Linked DNA regions of Rattus norvegicus: region 2 is linked to region 1. Evidence: chromatin contacts called from public Hi-C data. All regions are on one chromosome and are shown on one strand. The core of a region is the stretch at or near the end of the contact, and the rest is flanking DNA. Distances in the headings are between cores, read along the strand shown.

Region 1 (4,099 bases), core at 288-2,787:
ATACATACATATACAAATCAATGCATAAAAATGCTTTTAAATAAATGTAACAATAAATAAATAAAAAGCTGGACTGAATACTGTTCTGGTATCTGTTCTTCTAAAACACTGGAGTGTGCGGTTTGTTGCAGTTTCTCTACTTGTGGTTTCTCCACTGGGAAAGTCTAGGATTTGCAACTTTGTATCCTGATGAGAGAGGAAGGTCTCCCTCAGCGAATTCTTTTTCAGTCCCTCCTAACAAACTTCCAGATATTCAGCCCAGAAATCCCTCCTCTGTCAATCACACAGCCCTCTCCATTCTCGGGACAGACAGGTGGCAACAAGGGCACCTGCAGCCCCAGGCCTCGGGTCACACCTGTCACTCTTCCTGCTGATGCCTGGCTCTTCCAGACCTGCATTCTGAGACCCCACAGTTGCTCACAGCAGACAGTCACAGTCTTCCGCAGTCCCCGCCCCCTCACTCAGCAGGTCACTTCCAAACCTACCCCTGAAACAAAGCATTCTGAAATCTCAAGTGACCTCCTCACTGGACAGTGGAGGGTGACGTGGATGAGAGAATAGATGAGGTGAAATTACCCAGCCTTTCCTGAGCCTACATCTGGTACATGCTCACAGGCCAGTGCGAGCATCTTTGAGTCTTTGTTTCCCCATCTGCAAGATGCAGGATACAATCATATTGCACAGGCCTATAGCAAGGGTTACTAAAGGCGAAGCTCCGCTTTAGGGTACAGTGCTTGCTCCTGGGGAAGAAGCACCAGCCCCAGCCCTGCCTCCAGCTCTGAGCTGGGCCAGCCCCCACTTCCTTCCCCTTACCTCTGTCTGCCATACCACCCTTGGCCACCAGTGCACCTGCTTCCGAGGGCTCCAATTTCCTGTAAGTGTAAGAATTTAGGTCAGACACAGCCAGAGGCCCACAGCCCCCTCCCGGCCAAAACCCATAAATAACGCAGCTCAGCCAGCTTGGCTAGGGCATGACTTTCTCTCCTTACCCAGCACCATGCTGGGCCTCAATGCAGCCCTCGCTGGCTGGAGGGAAGACAGGTAAGGCCATTTCCACATCCCCAGGGGAAACTGAGGCACAGGAGAGGAAGCCACAGTTGAGCCCACGATCTATGAATTAGTCCCTTCCTGCCTGTTGTCCCCCGACACCCGGATTGATGGCATCCTTCCAATTCTCAAAAGACAAACGACTGCAGTTTGAAGTCAGCCCACTGACACGCAAAGTTGTCCTTTGAGGGAAAGAGAATAACTAGGGCCTTAAAGCCAAACGATGTTGAGGACACGCTCCCCTCTCTGTGGATGGAGTCACAGGCTATAACTGGAAGAAGAGACATGGGTAGGTGTCAGGTAAATATCTTAAAATCAGGAGACAGGCTGGGTAGCCGGCCACCCCTGTGTTGACTCGTGGATCCCAGCAGCACATAAATGCATCCCAGAAGCCTAACCTGTCAGCCCCCAGGATCTCTCAGAGACAGTTCCACACAATCCTGAGCAAAGGACTGGGCAGAGGCCCACAGAGCGATGCCACCTGGCTGGGCTTCCCATAGCAGTCAGAGTTGGGCCTGTGGATTCCAGTCTGGTGCTCTTTCTGGCACCATGATGTGTCCTCTGATTGTGACCTTTTGGCCTCCTGCTTGAAGCTCCCTTATCTTCTGACAGAGATGCAACTGGATCCTGGTGTGTCTTCCAGCTGGGAGCCGAAGGTTCTCCAAGCATCCAGACCTGCCTGACAGTGGACAGGCTTAAGTGTGCAGTGTCCTATCCCAGCCTACCACAGGGAAAGGCACAGGGAGAGTGTGTGGCCTGGACCCGGGAACACCTGAAGCAGTCCTAGACCCAGGCTACCCCATCTCCTAGCCTACTGACAATTCTCCATTATAGAGACCATCTTCGGGCCACTTAAAAATTTCGGCCACACCTCTCACCTCTCTTTCCTAAATGCCAAGGGCATAAGAAGGGGCCCACACTACCAGTTGCTACCATGTGCCCTGGAAGGCAAAGTCCACCTGGTTGAAAGCCACTTCCCTACACACTTGGTTCCATTCTCCACAGTGTGCCACTGAGACACCTGTGCCCCCTCTGTCCTCAGTCTCCACAGCCCAGGATGGGCCTGGGACTCCCAAGCCCCAGCTCTGGCTGGAGGGAAGTGACCCTGACAGAAGAGAAATGTACCCACAGCTGCAGGGCCCCAAAGCACTGAGGAGACACGAAGACGTTTCCCTCTGAGTCAGGTCTCAGGAATGTGTCGCCCAGTGTGGACACGAGCCAGATCCACCCCCTCCCCCCAAAACACCATGCCGACCCCCCATAACCCCAGGGCATCCGCCTTTTATTAGAACAGAAAAAGAGGCAGGTGCCAGGTCTCCAAGAGCCCATTAAGGAGCCAATAAAGACCATGGAGGGGCTGCTGGGCCGGCTGCTACCCTGAGCAGGAGGCCCTGCCTTGCCACCATGGAGACGTAACCGGGCTCTGTGTGCAGCCAAGGGACCCCAGCTCCAGTCTGTCCTGTGTTGGCTGTGCCTCAACAAGCTTGATCCAGTCTGTATTTCTTTCATTCTCAAATTATTATTCTAGGGGCTTTTTTTTTTAATCACATGATTTTTTGATCCAATTTTTGCTTGTGAGGAACTTCAATAGACACACAAACTAACTGTCCCAGGTGGAGCTTAGAGCCACCTTCTCCCTGCTGGTCAACATGGCCTTCATGAAGGCAGCCTGGGTGGCTCTGAGGCCTCCAGATTGCCTCATGTGGCCTGGAAAGTAAAGCCCACCCGATTAAGGGACTCAGCGGGCCTCAATACCACATCTGTAAAGTAGGGTCACCCCCGAGTCCTTCCTGACTCCACTCCTATGCCCCAGGTTTAAACAATTCCTACAACCCTAGGCCTTCCCAAATTATTGATTCATATTCATTTTCTCTCTCTCTCTCTCTCTCTCTCTCTCTCTCTCTCTCTCTCTCTCTCTCTCTCTGTCTGTCTCTTTCCCAACCTTGGGGCTCATTCACACTGACTTAAGTTCCCCAAGTCTACCCAGGTCCCCAAAACTGTAGCTGCTTTCCCCTGCTCCTCCCAGAAGCCTGTCCGGATGGCTTGTTCCCAGAACACCCTTTGTAATAGCATCCCAGTGACCCCTGCTTCTGGGACATTACCCCTGTGTCAAGTACTAGTCAAGCCCCTCGCATGACTTGTACTCCATAGCAGAGCACAAGACAAGAACCACTGTCCCCATCTTCCAGATGTGGGAGCCAAGACTCACAAAAATGGATGGGCTTGCTCACGTCCCATGATTTCCCACAGTATCAGGAAGCCTGTCCCTACAGTTTATATGAGTTCTGAGCATTGAGCCAGGCAGTCACTCTGACTGTACAGGCAGGTGTCTGATTTCTGTTTTGTTTTACTTTGAGATAGAGTCCTGTGTAGCCTAGGCTAGCCTCAATTATTTCCCTTAGAGATTTGTTTTTATTACTTTTAATGATGTGTATGTGCAAAGGCACAGGTGCCTGCAGAGACCAAAGGGATCAGAGTCCCTGGAGCTGGAGTTACAGGTGCTGGGAATTGAACTCAGGGCCGCTGCAGGAGCAGTGCACACCTGGAGTTTCTGTCTCCCTGCTTGCACTTCCTGGTGCTAGGATCACGTGATGCACCGCCATGCCCGGCTTTGTAAAAGTGCTGGGAACTCCGTGCATTTTAAGTAAGTACTCTACCAAGTGAAGTGCGTCCCTAGCCCCAGACACTTCTGAACTTCTATATCCTGTATCCTTCCTCCTCTTCCTCCTCCCTCTTCCCATCCTCCTATTGCCTCTCCCCCATCTCCTTTCTCTCCTCTTCCTCCTCTTCTCCCTTCTCCTCTCCAAAATAATAGCATAGTATATAGCCCAGGCTGGCCTTGAACTCATGACACTCCTCCAGCCTTCCACCTATAAACCCTAAAATAATGTGACCTCAAGATATCCCAGGGCCTCCAGCATCTCGCGTCACTTTCTAGCACCCGACTCCCCACATCCTTGAGGGCCAGCTCTCCCCTGACATGGTCGCCTTCCCCGAGACTCTGGGGTAGGAGTGATACCTGCAGCCCCCTCCTCCTGTGGAATCCAGCTTC
Region 2 (4,123 bases), core at 370-2,869, 86 kb after region 1:
TTTTTGGTTTTTTTTGTTTTTTTTTTTTTTTTGAGAGCAGGCTAGAACATATTTTATCCCTCGTTTTGTTAGCTTGATTTATCACCTGCAAATATTTAGACATGTGGTACATGAACTCGCATCTGCACTTTTGCCGGGGCTCTACGGATCCCTACTACCTTCTGCCCAGTCTCCGTGCCAAATGCTTATCAAGCCTCTCCTGGGTTAACCCAGAAAACTGGAGTCAAACGTGGCCATGGTGTGGGGGTGGGCAGCCAAACTCACACAGGAGAAAACAGTTGGTTCTCCCAGGGCAGGGGCCGGGCCATTTTCTCTCCCCCTTGCTTTTAGTGAGAGGGTCTCTGGACTTTTGGTTCCCTGTTTAAACCCGGAGTTCCTCTAGCTCGGTGGGATGTAGCCTCAGGCAGGGCCAGAGGAGTCTGGACTCTATCAGTGACCTGGAGAGGGTGTGGCCCAGCCACGGCAAAGTAACTACTAATACGGAACTGAGCCTCAGCATCAGCCTGGCATAGGTTTTTAAGAAATAACTCCACTCCATCCATTCACTCCACAAACGTGGCACCCACCTGCTCTGTGCCAGACACCAAGCTAAGGGCTGAATCTGCCTGGCGTGGGAGAAGAAGTAAAAGAAGCGCACAGAAACCCAAGCAGAAAGCAAAGATTGGTCCCTGTGCTAAAAGGAAGCCTTCCAGTTCCTAAGCAGAAGGTCTATACAGAAAGGCGAGGGGTTCACTCAAGACCTTGCTGCCTGGAGCGCGCCAGAACCCAGGGCGATCCAGAAGCGAGGTTTCGGATTCCCGGAGTCTTAGGCCACTGTCCCAAGCTGCCCGAAGTAGAGAGGCCCCTGTCCAGCTCCGGGAAAGCTGGAGGGAGGTGAGTGCTAGGGAGGGGCCGGACCACAGAACCCGGGGGGCCTGAGGGCGGGGAGGGGTCCGGCGGGGACACCCTGGCGGCACCACCGCAGCCTGGTGCGCCCCGAGCGCTAGTGACTAGGTTCGCGCGAGTGGCAGCCGCTCTCGCTCCGGTGGCTCCGCCGGGGTCGGCCGGGGATTCCGGCTCCCAGGCGCCGGCGGGGGGCCGCGGGGCGCGGCCAGGGCGGCGCTGCAGTGCCCGCAGCGGCGGGCTGGGGGAGCTGTGCCCGCCCGTCCCTAAGGCCCCGGGCGGGGACCCAGCAGCTGGGTCGCCGCGCCTCTAGCTCGGCCCAACTGGGCGGCGTGCGGCCAAGCGTGCCTGCAGCGGGCTGGGGCTCCGAGCGCGTCCGGGCGCCTGGCCCGGGAGGCCCCCCAGGAGAAGCCCAGTCCCGCGGGCTCAGGACCGCCCCCGTAGGGGGGGGTGTCCCGCGCCGCTGGACCCGCCCAGGTAACCCCATCCTCGGCCCGCCCCCGGCCCGCCCCGCCGCCCGCCCGCCCGCCTCCGCCGCCACCGCCGCATCCCGGCTCTGGGGCGGCGCTGACAGTCGGGTCCGCCGGGCAGCGGGCGCAGCAGCGGGCGGCGCGGCCGGCTGCTCGGAGGCTGAGCCTCGCCGCGCGCCCCGGCCCGGCGCCCCAGCCCGTCCGCGCGGCGCCCACCTGCCGCCCCGACGGGAGACTTGCGGCCGCTGCCCGGGGCGGACACCCACGGCACCATGAGCCCCCGTTCGTGCCTGCGGTCGCTGCGACTCCTCGTCTTCGCCGTGTTCTCGGCCGCCGCGAGCAACTGGCTGTAAGTCTGGTTGGGGACCCGGCGGGCGGGGCGGGTCCCGGGGCAACAGGCGCAGGGGGCTCCCTGCAGGTGTCTCAGCCGCGGGACCCGAGGATCGCGCTTCTGCCGGTTCCTCCTGCCAGTCACCACCACTGTCCCGACTTCCCTCTGGAGTTCCCCGGACCCCTGCTGCCCGAGTCCGGCTTCCCTGCCCGGGGCAGCAGGGCTGGCAGCGCGTCTGCACCCGGAGGCTGCCCTGGGTGCTCGAGGGCGCGAGGGGGTGCGATCGCGGGGCGGTGGCCCAGGAGCGGTGCGAGGCGCAAACCGGCGGGCTGACAGGTCTCCGAGGGGAAGCGTCCCGGGCATAATAGCAGGTTAATAGCGAGGAGTCTAGGCGCGAGCTCCTCGCGCTGCGCCGTGCCGCGCTGCGGGCTGAGCTGGAGGCGTGCAGGGACCTGTTTCTGCCTGGGGGGGCGGGAGCCAAATGTAGAAGTCGAGGACCCGGGCGCCGAGCCTCTGAGAGCCCGCAGGCTGGCTCTGGCTGCTCCTCGCTGTTCCCTGAGGCAGGAAGAAACTTCTCCCAACCTTTATTAAAGAAGGCGACAGCCCCCATCCACAACCAAAGGTCTTGCCTAAGAAGGGAGTTGGTAACCGCTGGTGACCTATGTGTTTCACCATTACTGGGTCTGCGCTCGGTAGGATCCCTGAGAAGGCGAGCTAAGGAGATGGGCTAGTGACTAAGAGAACCAGGAACTAGACCTTAGAGACTCCTTCATCCCTCTTCAGTGACACTTCCCTATGGCCCAGGCTTAACCCTGGCCCCAACTTCTGTCGGGAGCTCTGCTGCCTTCCACTGTGGGCAGCCAGTGGGGAGCCAAGCTCCCGTATTGATCTGAAAAGCATGAGGTGGGAAGGGGGGATAGCCAACAGTGTAGCTGGGGTTTCCATGGAGACAGTGGGAAAGGAAAAATTCTCTCTGCATCAAGACCAAAGAACAAATATCTCCCATGAAATTGCCCTGAGTGCCCAATGGCTGTTGCTATGAGGTCATTGTGGCCAGCCAAGGCCCTGGAGACTGGAAAGGAGTGTGTTCGTTGGGGTCAGAGCCACCCAGAGCTTGGGAGACTGAGGTGATGTGGAATTCTCCCAGCTGTTCCGGAGAGCTAGTGATTCCTCTGAGGCCCAAAGTGTCTGCAGTGCTTTTGTTCTTCCTGCAGTCTTAATTTGATTAACACTTCAGGGGTTGTGGCAGAGTGGACGGAAACCAGGGCACGGCCACCGCACCCCTTTCCACTTCTTGCAGAATGCCCCCTCCCCCAGTGAGGCCTGGGTTGCAGCAGACCTGAAGAAGGGAACTGCTTTGAACTTGAAGGAGTCTGGGGTCTCTGGAGCTGCCTCTTAAACAGATGGGTTTAGAGACGGATGTGAACATCAGGGGAAACTAGAAGTGCAGCCCAGCACCACCAAGCAATACAAAAAAAAAAAAAAAAAAAAAAACCCTGAAGTAACACTGAGAACTCAAGTGTGTGAGCCAGGCCTGCAGCAAACACAGAAACAGCTGCCACAGAAAGGCCCTTCAAAGCTCCAGGTTCTTTAGCTCCCTTTATAGATGAGGAAACTAAGGCCCAGGGAAGGGAGCTACTCACCACATCGTGGACTGAACCCAGATGCTTTAGTTTCCAGACAAGAATAATCTACTTCTTGCCTGAGGCTGTCCTGAAGTTGACCCAGTACACCCAGGTAGAATTGCCACCTGCCTCCAGCCATGTCCACCACGCCCGCCCCAGTCCCCCAGCTCAGGAGGCAGTCCCAGCTTCAGGTCTTGCAAAGCATGGGGAATTCCAGGGCTCAGTTCTTGAGCCTTGTGCCTGCACCGAGTGGGGTGGGTGAGGAGGGGAGGCCTGGGCTTGGGGAGGTTGGCAAACCTGTTCTCTGCAACTGGGATGGCTCCTGCTGCTGGGCAGCCTGGCTCTAGACAACCCTGCTCACTCCTGTTCCACCGGGGCCCTGGGCCAGCTCAAAGAGACAGGAGGAAGGGGCTTCCTGGGACCCTACTGAACTAGAGAGGTTCTGAAGGGGAAGAGACCCCAGGCACGCACACACCCCCAAACTGGGATGACTACCTTGTACTTTTTAACACGTCCATCCTTAGCTAGAAACAGAACCAGCCCCTAGGCAAACAGGTGCCACAGCCCAGGCCCCCAGCAACTTGGATCTGAGTACAGGAACACAGAGAAGCCACAGCTGGAATCGGTAAGACTGTGGGGCCTGCTCCTTGGCAGAGTGGAGCTCCTTAGCCTACAGGCTGGAGAACGACTTAATAACATCCATCCCCCACTGCACTGTCTGAATCCTTACTACACTGGAACCCATTTTATAGATGCGAAGACTGAGGTCCACAGAGGTAACCCAGAGCTACTTAGCTAGCAAATGGCAGAGCTAT

The links. A called contact is a pair of places that touch in the nucleus more often than the background predicts.
Region 2: a contact with region 1 is called in a Hi-C map of psoas muscle, with 2.7 times the contacts expected there. The contact joins the promoter of Wnt4 here to the enhancer-like site in region 1. A contact is called at or near these places in 2 of 12 Hi-C or Micro-C datasets (hepatocytes and psoas muscle).

The regions. Positions count from the first base shown.
Region 1 is chr5:154,709,909-154,714,007 of GRCr8, forward strand. No RefSeq gene overlaps it. Among named protein-coding and RNA genes, the nearest start is that of Wnt4, 85 kb to the right of the region's middle. Within about 2 kb of position 1,538, at least 3 of the 93 cell types and tissues checked have an H3K27ac peak or open chromatin away from gene starts, as enhancers often do.
Region 2 is chr5:154,795,831-154,799,953 of GRCr8, forward strand. It overlaps Wnt4 (Wnt family member 4), which reads left to right and starts at 1,620. Exons shown (of 5, transcript NM_053402.2): 1 at 1,620-1,701. The coding sequence starts at 1,625.